Regions from separate parts of the Zea mays genome. Here region 1 is linked to region 2. A link is a contact called in public Hi-C data. All regions are on one chromosome and are shown on one strand. The core of a region is the stretch at or near the end of the contact, and the rest is flanking DNA. Distances in the headings are between cores, read along the strand shown. Region 1 holds the start of LOC100276938. Region 2 holds the start of LOC100191374.

What was found. A called contact is a pair of places that touch in the nucleus more often than the background predicts.
Region 1: a contact with region 2 is called in a Hi-C map of leaf, with 4 times the contacts expected there. The contact joins the promoter of LOC100276938 here to the promoter of LOC100191374 in region 2. A contact is called at or near these places in 4 of 25 Hi-C or Micro-C datasets (bundle sheath, ear, leaf and 1 more).

Annotation. Positions count from the first base shown.
Region 1 is chr8:103,920,680-103,925,676 of Zm-B73-REFERENCE-NAM-5.0, reverse strand. LOC100276938 reads right to left here and starts at 1,810. Exons shown (of 6, transcript NM_001150629.3): 1 at 1,394-1,810. The coding sequence starts at 1,564.
Region 2 is chr8:103,632,146-103,636,906 of Zm-B73-REFERENCE-NAM-5.0, reverse strand. LOC100191374 reads right to left here and starts at 2,460. Exons shown (of 9, transcript NM_001136808.2): 1 at 2,204-2,460; 2 at 1,901-1,957; 3 at 1,732-1,822; 4 at 1,410-1,570; 5 at 1,056-1,183; 6 at 838-975; 7 at 663-755; 8 at 451-568. The coding sequence starts at 2,357.

The DNA of each region.
Region 1 (4,997 bases), core at 561-3,060, 290 kb before region 2:
GCTGAAAAGAGTTTGGGGTGTGAACTCAACAGCTCGTCGAGACAACGATGGTTGTCTGAATGAGTGATTGGATGGGATAAATACCAAACTATTTTGCGAAACAGAAAGGATAAATACAAATCAAGTTAACGGATTGTCCGCTTTAGATTAAAATTGACTGTTTGGATTAAAGCCAAACAAATATGACTAAAGGGTTGTTTCAGTGTCTATACACTAATTTTTAGTCCATTCATTTTATTCATTTTAATTCTTAAATTGTCAAATTTAGAAATATTTAGCAATTTATGGACTAAAATAAAGAGACTAAAAATTAGTCCGCCAAACACCTCCTAATCCGATACATTGTGTTGGCACAATGCAAGAACAGTGAAATACCGTGCATGCAACTTGGAAAGTTTTCGTCTGAATAACTGCAAGCAGCTGGCGAAAATTTCAATAGAAAATTTGAGATCAGCATAAACCTAATGGCAATATTGTGACCTGGATGGAGAAAAATTAGGAACAGTCCAATGCTGAATCAAACTGCAAGGTACAACACTGCTGCAATAACTTAAACCCAGAATTAGAAGAAGAAAAGGGAAAAGAAAACAAGATCGATCTGAATTAGGTTAAATCCTCCACACACGGACCTGATCGAAACTCTAGAGCAACTAAAACCCAAAATGAACAACTGGAAAAGCAATTCACATTGCAGCAAGACAAGATCTGGGATTAAAAAATCAGCAATTGCAAGGTGGAAGCAGCGAATTACAAGCCAATGCCAACGGCATTCTTCAGCTCAATCCAAATTCCCTAAAAGGACAGCAAAGACTACAGCCAGACTCAAATCTAGATACTAAGCGCAACAAGCAATGATGGTCCGCGACGAGCAGTTTCCGAATTGACGCTGACAGCCCAATTCAAATACAGATCAAACAAAAATGAAACTCTGCAGTGCAATCAGGACCGCGAACAATGCAGCGACAGTGAGGAACCAAGATCTGAGTTTTTGTATGAATAACTGCAAGCAGCTGGGGAAAGTTCGAACAGCAAAATTGGGAGTAGATAATCTTAGGACTAAATTTGATGGCAATACTGCAATCTAGATGGAGAGATATTTGGAATAGTCCAATGCTGGATCAAACTGCAAGGTACAACAGCGCAGCAAAAATTCAAACCTAGAATTAGAAAGAAAAAACGGGTAAAGAAAACAAGACCGATCTGAACTTCAATAAACTAATCCAAATTAGCAATCCGAGCTAAACTGGGGGTAAATCCTCCAAACCGGACCTGATCGAAGCTCTGGGGCAAGTAAAACCCGAAATTGACAACTAGGAAAGCAATTCGCATTGCAGCAAAGCAAGATCTGGGATAAAAAAGAACCGGCAATTGCAAGGTGGGAGCAGCGAATTACCAGCCAATGCCATCCCCCGAGGCCGACGGCCTTCTTCACGACCCCGTGCAATCCCACGAGCACCGACTTGGTGCGGTTGTTGCCGGTGACCACCACCTTGGTGTGCCGTGGCAGCACGGACATCTCATCCTCGCCCCAGCCCGCCGGCACTCTGTTGACAGCCGCAATCATCCCGCCAACGGATCCGCGCCCTGCCTGCCGCGAATCCTCCCCCAATTGCCGCACAATTCAGGCGGTGGTTTGCTCTGAGGCTAGAGCATAGGTCCCGTTGGACCGGTTTGGTGCGGTGGAGGCGCTAGAGGGGGGAATTGAGCGCGCACTGGTCTGTGTGAAGCAGAGGAGGGACCGAGGAGGGAGTGCTGCGGATGCGTGTGTGTATGTGTATGACTTTCTTGCTTTTCCTGTTTCCTGTGCTGCTGGCCCGCTGCTAGTACCCTACAACGCTTGCCTGCTATGGATCCCAGTGCGCAGGCGCCAGCCAGTGAGAGCGGGACGCGTGGCTTAGATTTTTTTTTTCTCGATGCATGTTTAGATATATCGTAAAAAACTATGTCTGAAAAAATTCTTATAAATATCTACATTTATATCTATCTATCTATATACATATAAAGTATATATCTAGAAAAGGCAAAACTCTTATAGCTTAAAATAGAAGGTATAGCAATATATTCGGGCTCTTGTTCGAATGGTTTTGAATTTGGTAGCGCCACAAAGCAGGGATGAGATAGTTGGTTGGTCTTGCTAGACCGCGTGCTGATGGCCCACTAAATTATTGTGCTCATTATCTTATGACATATCCCTCAATTGATTATACGGTTCGGCTTATGCTAGTTTTTTTTAGGTTTATCTTAGATCCAGAACTTTGATATTTTAAAATCATAAGATCTTTGGGACTTTGTTTTTCTTCTATGATAGTTATTGCTTCATGCGATCATGCATTGCTACGGACATAATATAACATGACACCTAATAAACATATGAGATAAAAATCCATGCGTTACAACAAAAAATATCACGATAATATAAGTATAAACTTATAAACATATGTTATACTATAACACTCGGATTTAAGGACAAACCCAGATACATCGCATATATATGTCAGGATCAAATTTCACACATATAATCAGTCAGTGTATATAAACCAATGTCACAAAACTTATTATATAAATATAATGTCTTTATAGAAATAAATAAATAAAGGAAACTAAACGGTCCAGAAAACAGTCTTGCCATTGAGGAGCAGGACCGGATGTTTGGCAAGTGGTCCCAAAGCTGGGAAGGGCCTTACAGAGTCATGTAGGTAATATCTGGTAATGCATATATGTTATAGACTTTGCAAGGTGATGAGCTACCTAAAGCATATATATGAAGGGGTACGACCGCTTGTGGGCACCAAAAATAGAACCAATCAATACGTTTATCAATTCATCTGCTTTTGTCCTAGGAGTAGCTAGAATGTAGCATTCTTCTTCTCAATCTTCACATCTCTTCGACTTTATGTCGTCTAGAGACGTCTTGAGTGGTCTACCGACCCCAAGACAAAACCTAGGATCACTCCTCCCTGTCGGGGTCCCTCCCGGGAAGCGAGATCCAGGTGTTGTTGGCGAACGCAGCCGTCCCTGCACACGCACGGACCGTCTGGCCACCACGTGTGGACCGTCCGACTCGATGTAGAGAAATCAGCTTCTGCCGCCAGGACGCGGACCGTTCGACCCTAGACCGCGGATCGTCTGCGTCGCCACAGAGAACCCGCCAAATAGAACAGCTCCCAATGATTGGCGGCTAGATCCGCGTCAACACAGCTGCTTATATATTATTCCCTCGCTCTTTAGTAAATTAATTCTTAGAGTTGTCTATTTTTTTTAAAAAAATAGTCTAGTTTAGAAACAGGACGTCGAATTTTATAATGCCAAATTAGTATCATTAGAGATGTCATAACTATACTTTTATGTTTTCTTCTATATACTGTTAGAATTATAGGCATTTTCCATATCATTTTAATTCCATAAATTAACATTATGATGATGACATATAAAAGATAATTAATCATAAAAATCGTGATCTCAAATATATCCATAACAATATGAATCATGAAAACATAAATCTTATGAATCATATAAATCATATAAATATAATAAGCATGTAAACTGACGGAACAATTGGAAATAAACAGATAACAACATAAACAACATGACTGTAAAATTAGAACAAACAGATATAACATATTACTAGCATGAACAGACATCAGACATGTCATGATATAATATAACAGGACAGTTTGGATAATTCTATGACTACATATGAAACAACAGAGATGAATATATGAAACATATATAATCTGCAGAACGTAAAATAGTAAGGAACTGAATTGATCATACCCTCTCATGCGCTCCGAGGATCCTGATCCTTGTCCAGCTTCTCTTGTCATGTCGCCAGGAAGAAGAAGATGTTTTGGGCAGTCGCGTAGACGCTCCCCAAAAACCTATTTGACGATCCCCGTGCAAGGTCTCGAACGGTAAGGGCTTCGGAGGCACCTGCCCTCTCGCTGCTCTGTGCGCGCAGAGCTACGAGACACTTGCGGCTGGACTGTGATTTTGAAGGTTCTGCTCTCGTACCAAATGACAGGGGTTCTCCTCTACTTAACCTTTCGCGGAAGGAAGTTGAAGGAGAAGGGTCAACCTTTCGCGGAAGGAAGCTGAAGGAGAAGGGTCGCATGCGGCACGCCAAGAGACGGGCAGCTGAAGGGTAAGGGTCTCGCATGCGGCACGCCAAGAGACGGGCAAGAGTTGAAACTCCCGCGTTTAATGAGTGCTAAAAATTAACACAACCACGCCCGCCCGCCGTCTGCCTGCCTGCCTCGCCACGCCACGCCACGCCCGGCCCGGCCGACGGCGGCGGCGCGCGCGCGCGTGTGTCACGCCCTTGTACGTTTCTTGGCTTCTCAAATTAAGTGGAATAATTCCCACTATATAAGTCAAGCCTACGACCCTTGGACTTCCAATATGGTACTATTTTTTATTCTCCACCATTACACATCATAGAGTTTATTGAATAAATGGGCCAAGCCCATAAAAGATCCAACAATCCCCACCAAACTCTAGGGTTTGTAATGATGAAGTATCAGAATCACAATCCTTTGATATACCAGTGTTTCGATGGAGACTATTAAGTTGAACATCCATCTAGAATAAGAGTTTCACTCATTCACAACTGAACAATGGACTAAGCCTTGAATTGACAGTTTTGTGCGAAATAAGATTCGCTCAAATCCTTTGCTGATACTAGGCTGCAAAAGGGCATTCCTGCTGTTTAGAAGCATATAAGTCACACTTCAGTGCCTTTCATGAGTATTTAGGGATTACCCAAGTCCCATAGAATGTGACCAGAAGTCTGACTCATATAGGTGTATTCCTCAGAAGATGTTCTGTAGGACAACATCTCACCTTTATAAGACTCTTGGAATACATTAAGGTAAATACCATCCTGCCTTACAGATAGGAAAGATGTGCATCAGAAATGAGTTAAGAAAGGGATCTTTCCTCACAACCTACTCCTAGCTTGTTTCTCCACTCTACTTCACGGGATCTCCGATCACATAGAG
Region 2 (4,761 bases), core at 1,211-3,710:
TCCCTTTTGGGCCTTGGAAAAGAACTGATCTTATTTTAAGGCTGTCTCCATCGGTATACTCTATATCCTTCATTTATATCTATCTTTTGCAGTCTCCTCTAAAAGTAGCTCTCTATACCCCTTCCACCTGAAACCTAGTACCTATTTTACATTTAACCCCTTCCATATGAATCTTTGAATCTAAATTGGATGCCTGGATGGTTTAATTGCACACTTGCACTAAGTGGGTGATTGCACAGGATATGTCCCCCTAATTCTATAAGGCTACTAATGTGGAAGTGGGCAATTTGTGACACCAGTGACCAAGGTCTTATGCTATGGGAGAACCTGGTAAAGCATGTTTGCATAATGTTGTCGTCAAATCAAAAATTGCATATATCACATAGCAAACATTCATCTTTCCAGTAGAGAAGGGCTAAATCATGATTCATTAAACTAAGAAGCATTTACCTGAAGTAAGGGTTGGATCATGTTCTCTTGTAGAATGCAGTACAACAGTACCAGTAAGCACAGTAAGAAACCCACAAATCTCAGAGGCAATACTGCTTATACTCTGCCCAGACCAGTCCTAGTTGTAAATTTGTAATCACAAAACCTTAGTTCAGCTTCAGCAAGAAACAAAAATAGTTGGAGTTTATGGAAGTTTTCCAAAATTAGAATACCTTGAACATTATGGCACTTGCCAAAATTGTGAGGGATGTAAACATCGCATAGTAGATGGGAGAAACAACTGCAGTATTGAAAGTATCCAATGCCTGAAAGTTTAACATGATGTGGAAATGCATATCAACATCGTAAATATTGCTACCTAAATTTTAAAGTTAATGCTGGCTGTACCTTGTTCAGGTAAATTAACTGAATAATTATGCATGTAGCTGAAACAGTTGCAAACAGCCAAGTCTGGAAATAGCCAGCCTGGTTTATGCCCTCAATTGTAAGCTTGATAGCAATGCCTACTGCCTTGATGCTCATTACCTAACCAAAGGACAGGCAAAGAAACACATAAAAACCAAAACGAAGTTGGTCTCAAAGGTATGCCCATGGACATCATTTACCGTCAAAGATCCTATCACTGAGCAAATTCCCACATACACCACGATGTTTGTCTGGCCATAACGGGGTGCACAGTGAAATATCAAGATCAGTGAGATAGTCAATGCAGAAGCCGCATAACAAAGAAAGGCTGCAGAAAACAAGGAGACATACATTACACAATGCATGTCAAAATCCAACAGGTTTGTTCTGGTGACTCAACATGAGAATGCATCAGTCAATAGTTTTAATAAATAGACTATGAATTAGGTAAACTATATGAAAAAACGTGAACAATTTTATCTTCAAAACATGTTCTTTTTAGGATTTACAAACATATAGGAAAAGAAATTTTTGATCGAGATAGTAGGGCATACCAGGTTGTGTTGCCAACTGCCAGATCTGTGTCACTGAGCTTGGTGTCTCTTCTTCAGGTGCATGGAGGATGATTATGGTTGACCCGATTATACAGAGCACACAGCCCAACACACCCATCCGCTGCAGCTTCTCATTCAGGGTGAAATGGGCTAGAACAGCACTGCTCCATAGACCATAGAGATCATATACAGGAGCATGTACATGTTTTTTTAAAGAAAAGGAAAGAAAATACACAAAATATTTAACCATATCCACTCTCCACATGACCACATGATATATAACAGATTAAGTCATTTAGCAATCACATATTCACAATCCTACCTGACAATTATGCTGAGCGCACCAAGAGGGGTGACAAGAATAGCTGGCGCAAACATGTAGGCCACAAAATTGGCAATCTCCCCAATCAGCACTGCAAAGTTTCGAGCATTTCAATTATTTCAGCCAGATACCGTAAAGAATGAGCTAGCCAAAGGAATCAGGAACTTACTCGTAACCATCCCAATCCACCACAGTGGCTCCAAGAGGTACCCATAGCCTCCAACACCTGCAAATTCCATCACCAACGCAAATTCACAAACGTTCGTCGAAGGGAGGAGGAGAGAACAACGAACTGGTCATGAACAAGTCTGACTTTTCAATTGTTCGTCACGTAGACGACACCGAATGCTAAAAATCGAATAAAACGAAGAATTCGACGCGCCCCCAAGATTCCGAATACGACGGAAGTAACAAGAGCGAGAGAAAGAGAGGAGGCGCCTTTCGGCCGCTAATGATGGAGGGGGGCGTGTACCTGCGCGGGCGCCGGCGGTGGCGGCCCGGCGTAGGCCCTTCTTCTTGACGATGAAGCTGACGCCAATGAAGGCGGAGGAGGCAACCGCAAGGAGCGCGCCCGTGAGGTTGGCAGCGAAGAGGTCGCCGGCGGCGTTCGAAGGGGCGGGAGTCATCGACGGTGTGCAGCAGCGACGGCGCGATGCCGACGCATTTGGGGCAGCCGGGCCAGGTGTGGATTTGGAAATGGAGGCTGGGATCTGTTTTTTTTTATTGTTGTGGTTGTGTCATGTTTGCGAGGTTGGAGGAATTTTTTTATTATTAATCATTTTTAAAATAACCCCATCTCATTTTTATTTCTATTTCTAACCCTCAACGTGTATATGGCATGTTCACATGCATTGACGTGGCACTATTAGTGGATAGCGATTTTTAACACTCTCATTGATACAATGACACTAATAGCGAGGCTGTTCGCTGCTGCTGGGTAAATGTCTACGGTACTATCTCGCGAAATAAATGTCGAGTCATATATATATATACACTACATATATACACTAGTGAGTATGAATTTACCTCATAACCATTCCATGTATGTATGAGTCACCCGTACCTACAGAGATTAAACATTAATCAAAATAATATATTATACAAGCGTGAAATATATCTATCTAAATACTATTACAAAATTTCTAACATTGTTCATTCATCCATTCAACAACATTATGGATAATTGAATAAAGTAGCAACACTATAATAGTACAACAAAACATATTACATGTTCTATTATATGGTCATCAAATATTTGTTAAGCCTTCTATAACATTGTTATTCAAAATGTTGTTAAATAGTCAAAATAAATGGATGATCGAAGTTTAAATTCTTTTATTGCGGTCGTTAAAATGGTAAAAAATAATACAAAATTTTAGGAATATATTAATCACGTACAGTGTTTGTTGTATTAGAAAAATTATATTCTTCTTGTATGATGTTAAATAGAGATTTTTTTCATACGAAAGTTGTAGCTCTTATAAGATTTATGTTTTTGAATTCTTTTTATTTAAAATTATTAACATACTTAAGATAAATAATATAGATTTTTAGTGATATAGTCTCGGGTGACGGAAGGATCGTACCATTCGAGCCTTTTTTCATGTTTTTTCTATATTTTTCTTGTATGGTGTCAAATGAGAACAATTTTTGTATGAATGTTGTAGCACTCGATGAAATCTACAACTTTATAATTTGTATTTTTATTTAAGATCATTAAGATACTAGACAATTAATATAAACTTTTAATAGTACATTCTCATACTTTCAAGCATAATTTGTCATCTCGTGTAATGGGGGACTTAGCGTTGGATCCAATTTCCGATCACATGCATAGAATTAAGCTCGAGCTCCATGTGTTGAATCCTCTTCATAGGCGCGAGAACAATCTCACAATATGTCAACGTTGGGTCACTCATCCACTCAATTCGTGGAATCGAACACTGAGCATGAATTCTGGAAAGTTAGGGTCTGTGATTTTCAACATAGAACCAACACATATGCCGGTTTTTATGGTAAGTTTTCAAGGGATAGTCTAGGTCGGGGGTAGAGGAAGAACATATGTTGAATGAGGGAGAATGACGAACTCCCCTAAGTTTGCTTCATAGAGATGGGCAAATATGGCTATGTGCAAGATGAAGTTATGATTAAGATGGATGAGCTCGATTTGGTATTAATGCAACATATCCCTAATTACAGGTAGGTTGAAGACCAAATTTGTGTAAGAAAAAATTGAAGAAAGACCACTATTTGGTCGGCATCGGGCATTGAGAAGGAATCATTGCCTAGAATCTTCCACTAGATGATATTCTTCTATTGGAGGAGCCCTATCGCCACTAAGGTCCTTAGATACTTGGTTTCGATCACCAACGAATGCCTCGAACTCACAGGTGCAAAATGGTCATGAATGTGATCAAGGTCTGACGACGGTGGCGTAATCTGGGGTTTTCGAAGTGCTCAGGAAGTTGAATCAGTGGCGAAAATGGGAGTGCTAGAAAGTAAAGGGCACATGCAAGCCTAATATAACACCCCAGGATCCACAAACACCCCAGAATGCTACTAAACTACACATCTAACATTCATATATAAAATTTTGACAACATCTCCTTTGAAAATTGCATAAACAGGGAAGCAACAAAATATAAATAGATATCATGATAAAAAACATAATATACATTAATAATCTGCTAGCAATGGGAAGACAAGCATAACAGCATGAACTAAATTAACCAGTGCGCATAGCTAGTTAGAAACAACATCCTTTGACAAGAAGTTTCTAATTAAATAATGACTGTGCCTAAGCAGCGTTATTATGAGAGTGGAGGTGGATGTGCTGCTACTTCCCACTTCCCTTGATGAGCAACAAGCACCTGCATTGAGTAATGCAATAGTGAGATGAAACATCTCATCAAGCGAATTGTTTTGACGAGATATTTAAACCACAAATTGAATTAATCAACATTTTAAAAGAATCACAATTAAAATCAGAAATACTTGTAGATATAGAACTCAGTAGTCTCAATATAACCA